Regions from separate parts of the Mus musculus genome. Here region 2 is linked to region 1. The links are chromatin contacts, called in public promoter capture Hi-C maps. All regions are on one chromosome and are shown on one strand. The core of a region is the stretch at or near the end of the contact, and the rest is flanking DNA. Distances in the headings are between cores, read along the strand shown.

Region 1 (3,889 bases), core at 930-3,429:
AGATCCCCGGCCATAGCCTGGTCAAATGGGTGTGGGCTATCCTGGAACCCCTGGAGTAGGGCAGTCCAGGTGCCTTAAGTAGAGAGGGGAGTGTTAAGGTGAGTCCAGGTGACAACAAGGATGTATTGTGACTGAGTGTCAAAGGGAATAAAAAGAAAAAAAAGAAAGCACTCTTGAGGTTCAGGACTGAGAAATGGGAGGTTCCTGAGGGGATAGTGGACAGGAGTGTGTTGTGTAAGGGTTAGCTATGACAGGGCAGAGTGAGCCACTGCAGAATGGATGAACTGGATATCTTGAATCAGGCTGTAGGCCCCATTGGGATTTTTAGCTGCAAGTATGGAGGTGCTAAAGGGGTGAGTTTGTAAATTAATTGATTAATTTAAATTAATTAATTGTATTAAATTGTAATATAAAATTAATTGTAATTAAATTAATCAATTAATTGCAAATTAATTGATTGATGCTTATTTGGTTTTGGCAAATACTGGGGGATAGCCCCTAGTAAGCTTTTCTAGTGGCTGGACTGGCTATGGACCCTAAATACTTGCTATGTGAATCTTTCTGGGTTATTTCTGCTCCAGCCGTCTGATGCCCTAGGGATGCGTTTTACTCAGCCATGTGCTACTGTTCCATCACTTCTAGTGGAGGCCTCCTGTTCTCATTGTCTTCTCCTCCTCTGCTTTCTCTCCCTCTCCCTCCCCTCCTCTTCCCAAGGAAATGTGTTGGAACCAGTAGGTTGGGTGGCTAGGAGGAAAAGGGCTTCTGTCTGGCTTGGGGTCAGGCAAGGGGTGGGAGGATTCAAAGGAAATAGAGGCTCCCACTTTGGCTAGAAGATCCCTTCCCAATAAGGGAATGGAACAGGTTGGCACCACCAGTAAAGAATGGGGTGAGAGGAACACCTCTGAAAATGCAGTTGAGAGGTAGGGTCTAGTGAGGTTGGAAAGGTTGCTCCCCTGCCCTGACAATAGGGAAATGAGGAGAAGAGGTGGGTCCCCAAAACTCCTGTCAGGCAGAGTAAGTGGTGTTCTGGAGGAAGGAGATGGCTTACCATAATGCCTACACAGAGCTCCCTGTTAGAGATGACAGTAGTCAGGCCATGTGAGCCCAGACCCCTTCAGTTGTCCATGATTAGGTCTAAAAGGTGGGTTGGAAGGTGATATGAGTCTGATGTCCCTGTTCTATGAGGGACTCGGGGGGCAAGTCAACAGCCCATTGTTGACTCTTGAAGGCACTTGGACATGGCCAGGGTAGTCTGCAGAGGTTAGGGCAGGCCCAGGCCCTGTGACCCTCCTGAATACATTTGAAACGGAGACCTGGTGGTCTTAGGAGGCAAGGGAGCCTGAGAAGTAGCTGAAGCTGGTTGAATGGCCTTGGTCAGCATTTGTTAATTTTGTTTATGGCCCTTATGGGTCCTGTCTCTAAGCACTTAAGCTTGGCCCTAATATTGGGGCAACTCTGAGAACAGAAATAGGTCATGAGGAGTTGTTTGTCCTCTGGGTTTTCAGGATCTAGATTGGTGTACTGTAATGTAAGCAGGCCTTTGTGAGGCATTCTAGAAATTGAGATGGATTGATGTTTGTTCTAGATGATCTATTGGAGACTGGCCAGGAGGCAAGTTGTAAGCTGATCTCTAGCTAGAATGCCCCCACTGGGGTATTGCAGTCCCACTGGGGGTCCCTGACAGACTGCCTCATTGAGAAGTTGATTGTTAGTCATAGAAAGTGAGACTGTAGGGTTTGGTGATAAATTGGAATTCTTTAATGAAAGTAGATGAGTTAGAGGTATAAAACCCAGGTTTTGTTTTGTTTTTGTTTGTTTTAGTTTTTACTTTTTGTTTTTGTTGTTTTTATTTTATTTTTTTTCTATTTAAGAGAGTTCACTTAATGAACAGTAGACATGTACCTTGACCAGACCATCCTCTTGCAACCTCTTGCAAAGTGAGAATTGAGGTGGAGTTAAGGGGATCGGAAGGGACAGAAGGTGTCCCATTGAAGAGCAGGAGTGAGTAGTGGGGCTGGGGGTATAGCAGATGGTGGGGTAAAAGTGGGCATCAGAGTGGGTGCTTGGAGTAGTCTGTTGCTGAGAGAGCCAGAAAAGAAGCAGTTGTGGGTTGAGACTAGCAGGGAGTCAGGGGGCTCTTAGCAGAGTCAAGAATAATGGAAGTTCCTCTTATTCAGACTTCTTAGCTAGAAGAAGCTGAGTAGGGAAACAGGAACAGGAATAACAGAGGGAGGGCTTGGAGCAGAGATAAGAGAAAGCTTAGACATAGACTCTCCCTCTATTTCCCAGGTTGCTGGAAGTATCTATAGAGGTTCCTATTAATGTCCGGACCTAGGTTGCTGTTGGGCAGCCATTTTGATTGTTTATCTAAGGGGTATTGAGATATATTCCACTGCAAAGGCAGTAAGTTTAGAGGCCTTTAAGTTGGGTGCTAGGTGAAGCAGTCAGTAGTTCTCCAGAAGGCATGCGATTGTCACCTCACAGTTCAAGGGCCAGGGCTAAAAGCTGGAAGACACAAGTAGCAGGTACCAGGACTTTCAAATGAAGCCAGAAAGAAAGGGAGGAAGGAAGGAAGAAAGAAAGAGAGAGAGAGAGGCAAACTAGCTACTAGCTAGCTTGCTCAAGCGTGAAATGGTCAGAGGTGAGTATCTGTGAAGAGCTTCAATAGTATTCTTAAAGACCATGGCTGGGGGTACCTCTGCCTCCAAGAATACCAGGGAGGTGCCAGAAACTCAGCAGTTACTCCCTCGGATCCAGAGAAGCGCTCACACGGATTGGAGGGAAAACTTGCTATTTGCCAGTGTTGGATTGGGTGCCTAGCATTAGGTGAAACAGAAATGGAGTCTCTTGGAGGAGGATTGGGGACAAGGGATAGGGTCCTGGTGTGACTCCATGATTGGGAAGTGTACAGACACCAGGATATCCTACCGAGTCATGACACCAGTGTTACGATTTAGTGGCCAAGTAATTTGGGTATAGGCTAAGGCATGCTGCAAATATCACACCATACAACAGATCACATGCAAGAGATTTATTGGGGGAGTGGGGCAAAATGCAGAGACTGCCTCTGAGCCAGGGTGGAAGGGGAGAGAGAGCAGGAGGAGAAGGTACTGGCTTTTAATAAGGGGTATAGCACATGCGCATAGGGATAATATGCACCTAATGACAGCAGTGGAATTGTGTTGTATCTTGGCAGCTGATGATGATGTGGCCTGCTGTTGCTAGGTTACTGAAGGTGGGCTTGGGGGTGAGGTTTTCCAACAGCCTCTAAGGGGGTTGATTTCAGTCTTCCAGTTCTTTGATCCTTATTCTTTCACTTATGGATTTATCCAACAAGGATTTTGCAAGTATCTTATCTATGCCAGCTGCATGTGAGATTTTAGGGACAAGTTGGATAGGAAAGGGGAAGTGAGCAGGAAGAGAAGAGCAGTGGATAAGGGGGAATGGACACGTTGGAGGACTGGTGTATTAGGCTGAAGACTAGCCAAAAGGCAAGTAAGAAAGCAAGGTTATTGGAATGAAGAACATCTGTGCTGAGAAATTGAATCCTTCAGGTTAAAGCTTACAGAAGCAGTGTTGCTCCAGAACTGATAATGTTCATGTTGATAAAGCAGAAATGTGGATAAGGAATGTATCCTGGTGGACAGTAAAATTGCCACAATTTTAGACAGCACTATTGGAATAGAAAGAAATAGGAATAGGCCAGGTGACCAGGAAAAGCCCTTTTTGAGAAAGGTATGGTTAGTTAATTAACAAGGAAGGATTATAGCCAGTTGTATAAAAGGCCACTTATATCAGAAGTTTTCTATATGTGAAGACAGAAAAGTATACTACAATAGAAACATAAGAACTGAGCTAGAAAAATGCTGGTTGTATTTATTAGTTGTGG
Region 2 (3,889 bases), core at 728-3,227, 1.0 Mb after region 1:
CGGTCCACTTCAGATGGTAAGGACTCAGATATGTCCCCAGACTCAGAAAAGTTACAACCAGGCACTTTAAGGTTCTCGTTTTTGTTTCCTAGGTTGGTCATGTGAGCAGGAGCCAGCACTGCTTGAAACTAACGGCTTTAGGCTTTCTCTGGAGAATCGCAGAAATAACACGGATCACAGAGAAGAGCTGCCTGCTCAAAGCGCAGGTCTCTTGACAGACTGCAGGTTGGCAACAGGAGAATTCACAGGAAACTGCTGAAGGAGATTTGTGAGAATGACAAAAAGCTGGAGAGGGGAAAGTCCTCCCTTAGGAAAGAGCTAGGGAAGGAGGGAGGGGGACTGGAGACAGAGGAAAGAGGAAAAGAAATGCACATACTGTGCCCTTGCTCATGCACATTTAAGTGTTGGTCAGCAGGCAGTTGTGCGCAGGACAAAGCCCAGAACTGCTGAGAACTGAGCCGCTCTGGGGGTTTGTTTTACAACAAGGGTTGCCAGGCTTCTTGACTTCTAACAGCAATTGGTGCTGATTTTTTATAATGCACCTGACCATTTTGCCTGTGTTTATTTCACAGTTGCCTGTGGGCTAATATAATTATTTATGTCTTATAATAAGAAAAGCCTGGTGTGGTGGCAGATTGATCCCTGGAGTCCCAGGCCAGACAGCCAGTCATCCAGCCATTCTAGCCTATCCTGCACGAAAACTTCAAGATCAGTAGTACATATTTTCTCAGTGAAACTTAAACCTGAGAAAAGAGAGCTGGAGTTGTCCTCTGGCCTTCATACATGCGCACACCATACACACACATACACACACGAGAGAGAGAGAGAGAGAGAGAGAGAGAGAGAGAGAGAGAGAGAGAGAGAGAGAGAGAGAGAGAGAGAGAAGAGGGCGCAAGCAGCGGGAGCCGCCAGATGCTCCTGTTAGTCCCCAGAGAGGCAATCAAGGAGGCTCTGAGCAGCCCTGGAAGCTGTTTGCACTCCTCCTTGGCCCTGTGTTTTCATCCATCTCCCTCACCAGCTGCTAAAGGATCAGGTACAGGACGCTACAAACCTGTTAGAAATATAGTTACAACTGCCTCAAGACAGTCTTTACTGATTTGAATATTGTTTGCATATTCCATGGGCAGAGGACATAAGAAAGATTGCATGTGAAATTCTAACCCAGGTAGTGATTTGGGGGTTTGGACTGCTGGAGGTGATTGTTGAAGGGTTTTAAGTATTTTGCCAGCCCTGGCTGACTTCATCTCCTTCCCCCTGCTCTGCGCCTTGGTTTTATGATCTGGGAAATGAAGGATGCCTTGTGAGGGGTGAGTGGTTCTTACCCTGCATCTCAGACAAGTAGGAGGGAGTGAACCCAGGTCCTGGAGGTCCTAGACAAGTGGTATACCACCAAGCTCTATCCCCAACACCATTAGATACATACCTCTGGGGTAATGTATTCATGGTTCCTTTAAAAAGCAATGCTGTTATCGACCAACTCAACTCAGTTGAGGATGATATCCAGCCCTTGGGCTCAGGAATTCTTGGTGAAGGGAAGATAGTCTCCTACATAGACGTTGGCCCGAGGAGATCCTGAGGGCCTAAGCTGTTCCCCATCCCTCCATGTCTGTCCCTGCTGTCACAGTAGCTTTCTGCTACTATTCTTACCTGCAAACAGCAGCTCTCCAGTTCTCCCCCAGAAACCTTAAGTACTCCAGCTAGCTCCACTTTGGGGTCTCCCCCCCTCCCCCGCCTTGTTGTCACTGGTCCCACCACTGCCAAGGTTTGAAGGTGAAGCTGAACTCACATTGTTGGCGAGACTCTTGGGGGCCACCAGGCTCAGCACGGGTGCGGCACCCCAGCCCTGCCGGCCTAGGCTGCTCCCCTTCGCGGCCCGCCTCTGAGGCTGTCCCTGCCAGCGCCTCCTGCCGCCTCATGCCACCGGGGTCTCCACGGCCTCTCAACTCCGCCACCGGCTGCTCTGGAACGCAAGGCGTCTGAGGTTGTCATAGTGACCGCAGATGCTCCGGGCCTCCAGGGCTCTGCCAATTTCCCACAGGCCCTGGGTGCAGGCAACAGCCTACCTGCTAGCAGGAGCCTTAATTCCTTAGCTACAGACCCCACGGAAAGGCCCCAGCTTTCTCAAGAGAGATGCTTCAGTTGTATAGCTGAGAGTCACAAAGGTTTGGAAAAGAGCCCGAGGCCACACAACTGTCACATGCGTGATTCAGCAAAGACTCCGAAGCCTCAAAGATTTGGTCACCACGTCCGGGTGAGTGTTAGGGTGGGCCACAGGAACAGGACCAGAAATTCCCCACTAGTCACTCATTCCATACAGTGCTTTACCAGTCACATCTAGACTTGGACATGATTCTCAACCAATTCATGTTGAAAATTCACAAGTTTGGGCTGTAAGTTACTAAATAGCTGTAGTTAGTTTACAAGGATTTTCGTACCCATAGTCTATGACAGCTCACAAAATCACCGATTTTTCAGGTGACAAACCCACAGAATTGGAAATGTGAGTCTGAAAATCGAGATTTTGTTCAAAGCAGTGGTTACCTCCGTCTCTCTTTTTTGCAGTCATTAAAAAAGTGGCACTGAGATTTTACAAAAATTAAATGTGCATTATCTTATAAAGTTAAATAATTCTACAGGGTTTTTAAAAAAAAAAAAAACAATTAAACAAATTCAGGAGACACCCTCCACAATATGTCTACTGTACCCTAGTGCCAACCACTTTCATTTTTGATTGATAATTTCCTGTAAAATGTGCAATCATTTAACCACATAAGTGGAGTAGAATCGTCTAGAAACTGACCTAACTATATGAGCACCAGATATAATAGAGGGAAGAAACTATTAAGCAGTGGAATTAGATGAAGTGGTTGCTCATCTGGAAAAAACTTGAACCTTGACTTCTAGTGAACAGTAAACTCAAACAGCAGCGTCTTAGGGTTTCCATTGCTATGAGGCACCATGACCAAGGTAAGTCATGTAAAGGCAAACACTTCATTGAGGCTGGCTTCCAGACTCAGAGAGTCCATTATCATCGTAATAGGAAGCATGGCAGCATTTAGGCATGGTGCTGGAGAAGGAGCTGAAAGTTCTACATCTTGATCCAAAGGCAGTCAGGAGAAGACTATCTTCCAGGCATCTAGGAGGAGGGCCTCTTCTGCAATGGGAGGAGCCTGAGCATGGGAGGAACCCTCTAAAGCCCACACAGTGACACACAGTGACACACAGTGACACACAGTGACACACTTCCTCCAACAAAGCCACTCTTAACATTACCACTCCCCAGAGGCCAAGCAAGTTCAAACCACCACAAGCAGATTAAGATGGATCATGGCCATAAAGGTGAAGCACCAAGACTTCTAGGCGATAACTATTGAACATGGCATGACCCTGAAGTTAGGAACAATTTCTTATACAAACAACAAAAGGCATTAACCATAAGAAAATGATAAGTTAGAGAACATAAAAATTAAGAGAGTCTCTTGATTGAAGTCAGCTATTAAGAGTGTGAGGAATCAAGTCACAGACTGGAAGAAAATTTTCTCAAAACACATTGGCCAACAAATAATGAGGACCCAGATTACATAAAGAACTCCTACAGATCAGTGTAAAGAGGGCATACAACTCAGCAAGAGATTGGAGAAAAATAGACAGATGGATACATGACAAAAAAGGAGATCCAAACAGCTGACAAGCACATGAGACATTGTCCCAAACTGTTACTCAACAGACCATGGAATGCAGTCTTCAAGGAGCTGTTACTTTCCACGTGTTAGAGTGGTTGCTTGCTAAACCAACAAACAGCAAACAGTCCAGCATCAGTCACAGGGGTTGGAAGGCGCATAGCAACTGGGTTCTCCTTCCCTACTGTTGAGCATCACCTAAGCTGGCC

What was found. Promoter capture Hi-C pulls out the DNA fragments that hold promoters and counts their contacts.
Region 2: a contact with region 1 is called in a promoter capture Hi-C map of the HPC-7 cell line, with 3 times the contacts expected there. The contact joins the promoter of 1700012B09Rik here to the enhancer-like site in region 1. A contact is called at or near these places in 11 of 39 promoter capture datasets (the 3T3-L1 cell line, 3T3-L1-derived adipocytes, the C10 cell line and 6 more), 1 of 115 datasets of contacts at active chromatin or transcription factors (large pre-B cells) and 2 of 9 other capture datasets (adipose tissue and liver).

The regions. Positions count from the first base shown.
Region 1 is chr9:13,772,747-13,776,635 of GRCm38.p6, forward strand. The region is part of intron 1 of Mtmr2 (myotubularin related protein 2); the gene reads left to right. Among named protein-coding and RNA genes, the nearest start is that of Gm39291, 25 kb to the left of the region's middle. Within about 2 kb of position 2,180, at least 8 of the 459 cell types and tissues checked have an H3K27ac peak or open chromatin away from gene starts, as enhancers often do. A contact at or near this core is called in the HPC-7 cell line, where this site is marked.
Region 2 is chr9:14,769,053-14,772,941 of GRCm38.p6, forward strand. 1700012B09Rik (RIKEN cDNA 1700012B09 gene) reads right to left here and starts at 1,978. Exons shown (of 4, transcript NM_029306.3): 1 at 1,787-1,978. The coding sequence starts at 1,916.